Regions from separate parts of the Callithrix jacchus genome. Here region 1 is linked to region 2. The links are chromatin contacts, called in public Hi-C maps. All regions are on one chromosome and are shown on one strand. Each heading gives the region's core, a stretch centred on a gene start, on an enhancer-like site or on the middle of the called end of the contact. The rest is flanking DNA. Distances are from core to core; before and after follow the strand shown.

Evidence for each region. Hi-C and Micro-C count contacts between places; a contact is called where the count stands out from the background.
Region 1: a Hi-C map of induced pluripotent stem cells shows a contact between it and region 2, with 2.4 times the contacts expected there. The contact joins the enhancer-like site here to the promoter of MYLK in region 2. A contact is called at or near these places in 2 of 3 Hi-C or Micro-C datasets (induced pluripotent stem cells and skeletal muscle).

What each region holds. Positions count from the first base shown.
Region 1 is chr15:79,258,753-79,263,610 of calJac240_pri, forward strand. All of the region lies in intron 3 of MYLK (myosin light chain kinase), which reads left to right. Among named protein-coding and RNA genes, the nearest start is that of MYLK, 78 kb to the left of the region's middle. Within about 2 kb of position 2,464, at least 4 of the 16 cell types and tissues checked have an H3K27ac peak or open chromatin away from gene starts, as enhancers often do.
Region 2 is chr15:79,180,936-79,186,382 of calJac240_pri, forward strand. MYLK (myosin light chain kinase) reads left to right here and starts at 2,446. Exons shown (of 33, transcript XM_078351934.1): 1 at 2,446-2,546. It overlaps CCDC14 (coiled-coil domain containing 14), which reads left to right. Exons shown (of 15, transcript XR_004734191.3): 15 at 1,021-1,496.

The DNA of each region.
Region 1 (4,858 bases), core at 1,214-3,713, 78 kb after region 2:
GGATTTCCCTGGGCAAGGGATTGATGACTTCATCAAATTTATACTCAGCAGATATCATGACATTAAAATCTAAGGGGATATCAATACATTTGTTACACTGAAAATTTCCTGTTGTGTATGGAATATGTTATAATAAGATTTAACACATATCTTTTTTTTTTTTTTTTTGAGGTAGAGTCTCGCTCCACTGCCCAAGCTGGAGTGCAGTGGCACTATCTCAGCCCACTGCAACCTCTGCCTCCTGGGTTCAAGAGATTGTCCTGCCTCAGCCTCCAGAGTAGCTGGGATTATAGGCATCTGCCACCATGCCCAACTGACTCTTGTAGAGACAGGGTTTCACCATGTTGGCCAGAGTGGTCTTGAACTTCTGACCTCATGTGATCCCCCTGCCTTGGTCTCCCAAAGTGCTGGGATTACATGCGTGACCCACCATGCCCAGCCATAAGATTTAATATATCTTGATAAACCCTTTCTAAGCATGTTACCAAGTTGGATTTGAAGTTCAGAAGGACTGGATTCCAGTACTGCTTTATTAACTATATGACCTTAGGCAAGTCTCACCTGGTCTTTGAGCCTCAGGTGTTCCATCCATAAAGTGGAGCCATAAAATATCTTAGTATGTTGGCTGGGTGCGGTGGTTCACGCCTATAAGTCCCAGCGCTTTGGGAGGCCAAGATGGGCAGATCACCTGAGGTCAGGAGTTCCAGACCATCCTGGCCAACATGGTGAAGACCTCATCTCTACTAAAAATAAAAATAAATAAATAAATAAACTGGGAATAGTGGCTCGTGCCTGTAATCCCAGCTACTCAGGAGGCTGAGGCAGGAGAATTGCTTGAACCCAGGAGGCGGAGGTTGCATTGAGCTGAGATTGTGCCATTTTACTCCAGACTGGGTGATGAGAGCAAGACTCAATAAATAAATAAATAAATAAATAATCAATCAATCAATCTTTGTATGTTGTGAAGTTGAAATGGGATATTGACTAGGAAAGTATTTAAGTTTCTGAATAAGTAGCTAAATGTTCATTTTGAGTAAAAACCCGTTTGGTAACATTAGCTAAGCATCTCCATCCTCTAGGCCTTCTGCAGACTAGTCTCATTCAATGTAATGACCATATTTCTCAAAATTTCTTTTGACCCATCCCTTTACCAGATGAGATTTTTGCTCTCATATACAGGCACCACCATCTCCCTAGATCAGCTCTATACTGGAGGCCTTTCCTGCTTAGATTACCATGGTCTGTTCTCTGTGCTTTACCAACTTCAGAGATCTTGACTCAGTCTGTGAAGATAATGTTGGTCCACTCTGAGCCCTAGTTTCCTCATCCATAAAATAAGGGAGATGACTAGATGGTTTAGGTTCCCTTTCTTCCCTGACATTCTGCAATCCAGCCATATTTCAGTGTACAAACAGTAACCTAGAATCTGAGAAGATGAGAGCAGTGCATATTGTCCAACCAATTATAAGTAACTGATTTAAAAAAACAATTTAAAAGCATGAATTAATAATCTATTCCTTGTGATATATTGGGCAATGTTTGTAGCAGTATTTAAATGAACTAAGACATTTAAGTGAAATGTGATACCTGTTTCTTCATAACTATTATCAAATAGTTACCATTTGTTGAGAGCTTGCTACATGCCAGACATTGTTAGAAATTACTTTACATATTACAGTTATGGTGTATTGGGTATTTTGAGTATCTACTTTGTGATAGGTGCTAATTATACTCCCCTGCATATGTACAGATGGGGAAATTGAGGTTTAGAGAAGTAAATCTCCCAAGGTCATCCAGCCACTAGGTGGCGGTGGCAGGGCTCAAGTCTAGGCGTGTGCGACAACAAAGCTTGTGACATGATGCCTCCAACCAAGTCCTCTGTCTTGCAGTCATTGCTGTGTTTACTCTTAGGTTGTAAATCTGTTGTTACTACTCTGCTAGGACTGATTGGTTACCCCAGCTGTGTTTATGATACAGCTCTGGACTTGACCCTGAATTAGGAATTGGCTCTCTCTCTCTAGTTGAGGCAGCCAGCCTGAGAATTATATGGGAAAAAACCTACCTGGACTTAGCACCTTCCCTCCTCTGGCATGTTGGAGACACCCAGTCTCCACTCTCTCCTCACTTCCCTCCCTGTGCACCTGCCCTCTCCTCTCTGCACTAACTGAGGATGGAAATAAAACTAGAAATCCTTAACACTGTTTGCCAGGCTTTGGGCTTCAGCCAGAGGAGGCAGATTGTGTTGATGGATGTAATTAAAAAACTGCAAACCTGCTTCTCAAATCCCAGGGCCCAAAGGAGTTGATAAACCAGGTTGGCTCATTTTCCTTTGCTGTGTCACATGGGGAAGGATTTGGAATAGAAATATCCCCAGGACTCTCAGTAATGGAAGCTCGAGTCAACCATGGAGGCACAAGAGCCAGACAAGTGATGGCAACAGCCTTTGGCCCCAGGGCGTCCAGCAGGAGCTGTGGATGGCTGGGGCTGGTGACAGTCTTCACAATGTAAGAGTCTGGGCTCTTACTGGCAACCACATCACCACAGCCCCTCCTGTCAGCAGTGCTTCCTGCTCCTCATCCCCTTGGAAGACCTGTTCCAGCTGAATGGCTTAGGCTCTCACATGGAAAGGAGGACATTCACAGAAGCACCTTTCTCCTTCCTTCTCCTCCAATCAGCCAGGTGTTAGTTGAGTCACAGGACTAATGTTTCCTCAGGGGAAACAGGCCATAGGACCTGGCCTCTCCCCTAAACTACAGAGAGAGGGGCAGGGGCCACATTTAGCAGCCAGGCCTGAGCAGCTTCTCTCACAGTTCACTTGTGCCCATGCCCTTAGAATGGAAGAGTCTTCCTAGCAAAGTATCTTCTATTCTTGTCCCTTAAGATCATCCTCACAGAACCAGCTCCCTGAAGAAAGCAGAGAGACAGTGTGTGTTTCAGGCCATTCTAGACAAAAGGAATGGAATCTCCAGTCTGCAGATAGAGAACCTGCTCACAGCCTGCTCCAGGGAAGTGTGTAATCTGCAGAATCAAGAGGTGCATTTTCTTCTTGCACCTTCTTTTCCCATGTGGGTTTCCTAGGCTTCTCACAGACTAGTGTTGGAGAGGAGGGGAGTGCAGAGCAGACTCCTGCAATGAAAAGGTGACCCTTTTTACTCCCTCTCCTTTCTGGGTTTCCTCTCAACCCTCTGACCCTACAGCACCAACAGCACACCCCACTGCCATGGGCTGCCAAAACCCACCTGCCAGCCCTATCCCCAGCTTCCCTCTCTGCCCCTGCAAGACTTCCGTTTCAAAATAACTCAAATTACCAAATGCTGGCAGAATTGAGGGAGAAGGAGGGAGAGGAAGAATGAAGGGATTGAAACACAAGAAGTATATTCCATTTACCTTATGGGAAAATGATACTCCCCAACATCCTGCCCCATTAATTTTGCTGTTAATATTTGCCACTCTGCTAAGGGATCAAATGAGTTCTAAGTCACCTTAAGTACTTAGTCCAATGCCTGACAGTAAGTGCTAAGTACATGGCAACTATTATTGGTTCTCTCTTTTTCTCCTGGGATTTCCCCTTAGCTCTTCCAATACCAGCTCTTCTCTGGACAGACCTCATCCAATCGTAGGGCTCCACCTGGGAGCTGGCCAGAGGCAGAGGAGCTGGGATCACTGCACAGGTGGTGGGTCTGGGGCTGACCCAGTCCTCAGAGTCTTCCTAGCCTGTGCCTCTGTCTCACAGGTGTGCCTTGAGGACCAGGTGTGCCTGCCTGATATGCCTGCCTGGCGGGGTGGCCCTGCGCAGGGAGCCCCAGCAGAAGTCTTGCCTGTTAGATAAGCTTTGCCTCCTCTCCTGGGGACCTGCAGCAGCTCATCCCTGCCAGGGCTTAGCTCATCCCTGCCAGGGCTTGGCTCCCCCTGCTGGAACCTTTCCTACCTGACCATATGTCTTGTGGAGAGCTGGTGGCAGTCCTAGAGGAAGTGCTCTAGGGCAGGAATTGCCCAGAGAGGCCCAGAGAAGGAAGGTAGTCTTCCTAAGATCACACAGCTGGTTTGGGTGGTGCCATAATAAGCATGAGAGTCACTGACTCTTCTGTACTGTCTCACCCTCCAGTGCCATCTGGGTTTCTCCTGTGCCCTCTACTTTGATCAAGGTTGTCTTTATTCTTTGAGCCTCTGACAGAAACTTTACAATCATAAAAGCAAGAACAACATTAACAATAGCAGCCGTCATAGACTGAGTTCCTATTCTGCATCAGAGACGAGGCTGGGGCCACTTTTTATGCACATTGCTGACCCTTGTAGTAATCTTGCAGGTAGGACAATATTAGAAGTAACCCATTTTACAGATGAATATACTAAGATTTTGAGAGATTGTCAGTTGCCTCAAGCCACCCCTAGGGATGAAAGCCATGAGCTCTGTTTTGTTCCTTGAGTCGATTTCCTGGCCGTTGGTGGGCTGAGGGTGGTGAGGTTGCCCCTACTATGTACTCCCACCTCACTCATCTCATAGGGTTTAAAACACAAGGCACAGTTCTGCTTGGCAGATGGGAGTAGGGGCATGGTATTTGAGAAGGAGATAGTGGTGGTAGGAGTTCAATAAGTATACTTGATACCCCAAACTTAGCTCTGAGGGGGTGATACCTACGAATGAAGTGAGTAAACTTCAGGATTATAGCTGGAGTGTGCATTTTGCTAAGTTAGTGCTAAGCAGGGCTCTGGTTCTGGCTTTAATTTCTTTTGCACATGACTTGTATCGCAGAAGACTTCTCTCAGCCTGTTCTCATCAATTCCCAAATAAAACAAGAATTCTAGTAGGAAGAAAACAACTCCAGGAGACCAGGCCTTGCTCCTTTACACTGTGTGT
Region 2 (5,447 bases), core at 1,196-3,695:
ACTAAATTAGGGTTAAATAAGAAGATTATGGTATGCAATGGCTATAGAAGCTGACAATTTAGAGTATAACTATAAAAGATGGATAGCATACACAAAGAAATGAACTTTTCAAGAATCAAAAGTGATGATGGTAGTATTAACATAGTTATTCTGAGATTATTATTGTATGTTTAATGCAAATGAAAGCAAACTAGTAAATTTGGATATTCTAATTTCATCATCCCCTTTGTCCTTGAGAACTAGAATTCTCTACATGGCAGAAAGGAGGTCCTAATGCAATATAGAAGATGTTAAGGAAAAACTATAGCCTGATATTAAATTGGAAATATTAATAAGAACTAATTAAGAAAATATTATGAAGAATAATATTCTTTAGAGTATTAAAGAATGAAGTATTCTTTACTAGCTCTGTCTATTGAAAAGGCCTAGAAACAGTTACCAACCTAGTAGCAATGAATACCCCTAGTGCTCATATTGTTATCTTAAAATTTCAACAGAAGAAACTAGAGCTTCTTGGAGAAATGGCTGATTCCAGCTTTGAGGTAGCAAATGTACAGATGTGCCTGGAACATCTTGTCATATCATATAGCAAGGAAGCTATCAAAGACTTCTAGAGCCTTTGAAGCTCTTTGCACATGAGAGAGAGAGAGAGAGAGAGAGAGAGAGAGAGAATACTAGAATCTTATCAAAAGAAGCCAGGAGCCACATTGAAGAAGCTCCTACTGGCCAAAGATGGGACAATTTGAGCTCTAATTTAGCAGATGGAAACCTACAAATATATTTAAATTCATTAATTTATGATATTAAAGAAATCTAAGAATGACAGAATCAATTCATCATTTTGAAAACTGGGTAAACTAAAAAAAAAATAAAGAAGCAGGTATTCATAGTGCCTTTCCTATCTCAGGGTAATCAAATAGTAGATGAGAGGAAGCATCTCCTTATACACTTATTGAATTCATAAATGAAAACAAAATTAGAATATTATGATTTTGCAACCTTGTTTATTAATGAATCTAGGAATTGAGCATGGACAGCTGCTAACCTCAAAAAAGAGCGAACACCAGACATTATGATCAAGTACCTTTTGATGAAAAGAACGAACAATCATCTATAATCTTACAAAAGCCATCAAACTTCAGTCGTAGGAAGACCCTGGATCAGCTGCCAGCTTGCAGTCAATACAGAGGACAGAGAAACATGCTGAATTGCCTCATGAATGTGCAACCCCCAGACTGAAAAAATCAAGGGCTTAAGTTCTTTAACGAATAATTGTAAGAAAAAGACTTAAAAGGCAGATCAAGTTAATAAAAAGTGAGGGGCAGGGTGTACCCTTAGAAGATAGCAAGAAAAAGAAAAGCAACAAAAGTGACTTCATGAAAGTCAGGTTAGCGGTTACTTTTGGGAGGACGGAGAAACAAGGCTGTCATGGAGTAGGGCACAAGGAGGGACTTCTGGGGTGGCTGTCAGAGTTCTATTTCTTGATCCAGGTGGTGATTATAAGGGTGTTCCCTTTATAATAATTCATTAGTCTATATATTTGTTTTTTGTGGTTTTCTTTGTTTTATTTTACAACTATATATATATATATATATATATTTTAAAAACCACCACTTAACCTACAGTAAACAGTTTTTAAAAAACAAAAGAAGGTCCAAGTGAAGAGATCAGAAGCTATAAAATATTTCATATTGGGTGCAAACTAAACATAGAGCAAGCCAAAACCAAAAACAAACACCTCCTCCCCCATGCCCCTCTTTTTTACTTAAAGAACTGTGTAGGTATCTTCCAAGCCAATGAGAGATTCTTAACACACACAAGGGGAATATGTCAAAGGAACCGTGGGGCTGAGTTGCAGCGCTGGAAGATGTCTGAAAAAACCTTCCGGCACTAAAACCTTAGCCATGGTTTCGCTGACATCTTCATTTTACGGATGAGAAAACTGAGGCCCAGAGGCAGCCAGTGTCTTCTGCACGCTCACAAAGCTAGCATCAGCCCCTGACCTAAGGCCTGGCTCTCAGGATCTGGGACTAAGACACGCACCACGACAGCACCAGCTCGCTGACCGCCGCGTGCGGGGAGTAACTGGGGCGGTGCGGGGCCAGGGCGAGGAGGCGCGGGGTCTGACGCTCGGTTATGCTGCGGATTCTCCGCTCCCGACTCTCAGGCAGAGCGCGGGTGGGCGTGGCGGGAAGGGCAGCAGGTCCCCTCCCCGAGCGCTATGCAAATGTAATGCAAATAAGCGTATGGGGGATGGAGCGGCGGTTTGAGTGCTGACCCCGCAGCGCCGCGCTCTCTGTCGCTCGCCCCCGCGTGCGTCCGCTCTGCGCTCTCGCACTTACTAGCTTTCTCGCCGGGTCGCTCACCCCGGCCCCGCCCCGTCCCGTCCCGCCCCGCACTGCCCCGTCCGGGACGCTCCTCGCAGGCTCCGCGCGCTACCCGGTCGGTTGGCAGCCGGGCGCGGAGCGAGCGCTGAGCCAGCGCTGTGCGCCTGCGGCCGGGGCGCCCCGCGGAGCGCCGGCTCCCGGGCCGCCTTAGCCGCGCAGGTGAGTGAGCCCGCCCCACGCTTTTGTCCAGGCGCGGGCCCTGGGAGTCAAGGCTATGAGGGTGGGAGTTCTGGGTGGGGGCTGGGACCCCCACCGTCCCTGCCGCCCGACTCCCCTGCTGGAGAGGGGCTCCGAAGTGCGGTGAGGAGTCAGGGCGTAAGGAGACGACCCCAGTGACGCCAGGCTGCAGGAGTTTTCTTTTGCGGAGATGAAGTGCTTGGGGACAGTGATGCGATTGTCTCTCTAGGAATCATCCGAAGGGGATGCCTTTGATTTGAGGGGCAGGAGAAGCGGGCCCTTTTCTCAGCTCCCAGACCCTTGCTGGAGAAGTCGGTGACGGCCGCTAGGAAGGGGGTGCCACGTGAAGGTCCTTCCAGCCCAAATGTGATTCCGGGAAGGTAGGGCGGGGAAGGCGGCCGGCGGGTGCCAGACTGGCCATCCCAGGCGAAGCTGGGGCGCGGGCTTTGCGGACTTATTCCTACTCCGTACTTTTCACTTAAGCCCCTCGCCTCGCTCTGCCTCCTTCGCGCTAACTGATGCCATTGTTGAGGGACCTTGTTCGCCGATGATTGCGGTTGGAAAGTTTTGGATAAACTTCTCAGGAGATATGAGCTGTCAATGGTTGAGGTAGACCCCTTCCTGGAACTTATGGAGCTAAAACCCTTCAAAATCCAAAGGACTGAATTTCTAGGAGTGGCGTTGCAGATGCGAAGATGGGCTGATGGGGAAATGGTTTCTAGGATTGTTTTTAGATTGGGGTGTGTGTGTGTGTGTGTGTGTGTGTGTGTGTGTGTGTTGGGGGGCGGGGCACCTTCTATTTCATAATCAGAAGAAAAAGACCCAGCTCTAATGGAGTCTAGAGGGTGTAAAATTAGCTGTTGTGATTCAGGAGGCTGGGTGGGTGTCGGGAAGAACCTGGGCAGTGGGCGTGGTGCCAGGCCTCCTCTCCCCAAGTGCAAAGGCCAGAGTATATGCAGTGACCTCCCACCCCACAGCCTTTGAGAGCCTGCCCTGGAGCTGCATCCCCCTTCCAAGTGAGGCTGTGTTCTTCCACACCTGAATGGAATCCTTTTTGTCAAAATGCACAACTTGTCAGTAAATTATTTCCAAATGGGGTGCTTAGGAGGACCATTCGGGGAACTTCACCCATGCTTCAAAGCATCAGGAATTAACACTGCAAGTGTCTGGGAGAAGTGTAGTAACTAAATAAATAAAGTCTGGTAACTTTATTGGGTTCCTACAAGGCATTTAGGGTTCTAATAGAACTGTTTTTCTCCCTTTCTTTCCCTCTTGCCCTGTATTATCTGTTTTCTTTTCTCTTAAAATTCTTGACTTCCTTCTCTCATTTGCGATTCTCTAAGTCTCTTCCCCACCCTGCACACTGTGGGACTGTGGAGGATGATGCTGTTGGCACCATAGTGCCCTAGAGCATCATGGAATTTTCCTTCCTGCTCAGAGTGACATTACCCCTTTTTCTCCAAGTCTCAGTGGGCCAGAAGCCTTGGGCTGGGGCAAGTAGGAGCCTGAGCAGTTGGTCCTGGGTCCGGAGCGGTTGGACTCTGGATGCTGGATTGGGTAGTGGGTACTCTGGGGACATGCACAAGAGCTTCGTTTGCCAAGATGTACAGGTCTGTTCCATTGCTCACTGATGATACAAAGGATGCTGGGCCTTCTTTGCAGCTAGGCATGAGCTTGGAGAACTACCCCATGGTGGTGAAGCATTTATGCTTGTTCATCTCCCATGTTCAGTTTCTTTTGTGTAATAATTGGCTAGTTGAGGAGGAGGGTAGCTGCAGCCTTGTAGGTGTTTCCTTGTCTTACTTTTATCTTTTATGTTGAGACAGGGCCTGGCTGTGTTGCCCAGCCTGGAGTATAGTAGCGTGATCTCAGCTCACTGCAGCCTTGACCTACCAGGCTCAAGCAATCCTCCCACCTCAGCCTCCTGAGTAGCTGGGACTACAGGTGTGCACCACCACACCTGGCTAGTTCTTTTTTCTTTCTTTCTTTCTTTCTTTTTTTTGGTAAAGATGGGGTCCCACCATGTTGCCCAGGCTAGTCTTCAACTAATGGGCTCAAGTGATCCACCCACCTCTACCTCCCAAAGTGTTGGGTTACAGGCCTGAGCCCCGGCACTTGGCCGGAGTAGTTTCTGTTTGTGTGAGATTCACTTACCCCTTCAGCAGGGTCTGCTTCCCCTGGGTCCAGATATTAGAGAACACGCACAGAGCAAACTAGGTCTTGGGACATTCCTGGTCTAACTGGTAAGGTCAGGTGGCCCCACCTGCTGTCCAAACATGGTAGACAGACAGCTACAGTCACTGCAGAGTAGGGGCTTCTGGCTGGCAGGTGGTGGGGGAGTCTGTGAGAAGGCTTGTCAGAGAAGGAGGTGACCCCAGATGGTGCAGAAAGGAGAGGCATTTGAGTGCCAAGGTTGGGGAAAGGTTCTGGGGTCTCTGCTAGGAAGATCTTTACTGTCCTCAGCGGCATAGATTGTGAATGCACTGGGCTCACTGTGTACTCAGTGTCTTTGAGAATGACCTCTGGGTTTTATCCTTAAAATATAAGATGAGCCTAGAGTTTGAAGCACTAGTTGGCTTGTCTGTCTTTTAGGAAGTTCATAAGGTGGGGGGTTTTGCTTGGGGATTAGGGAGCCAGTGTCCCATGAATGTGGAGAATCTTATTTAGTATCTTTCTGAGAACAACACTTCTTGAGAGTCTGGAAACATAAGTCTACTTGGAAGCCCAGCTGCACCTCTAGTGGCTCAAACCAACCCACACAGGCTGGGAGATTGTTCATTCTTAAAAGCTTCCTGTCCTATCTTTTCAGCAAATGTAAAATTTAGAAACAAAACTTGAAAAGTATCCTTTCCCAACAGAAGACAATGTCCTTGCCCAACTTGG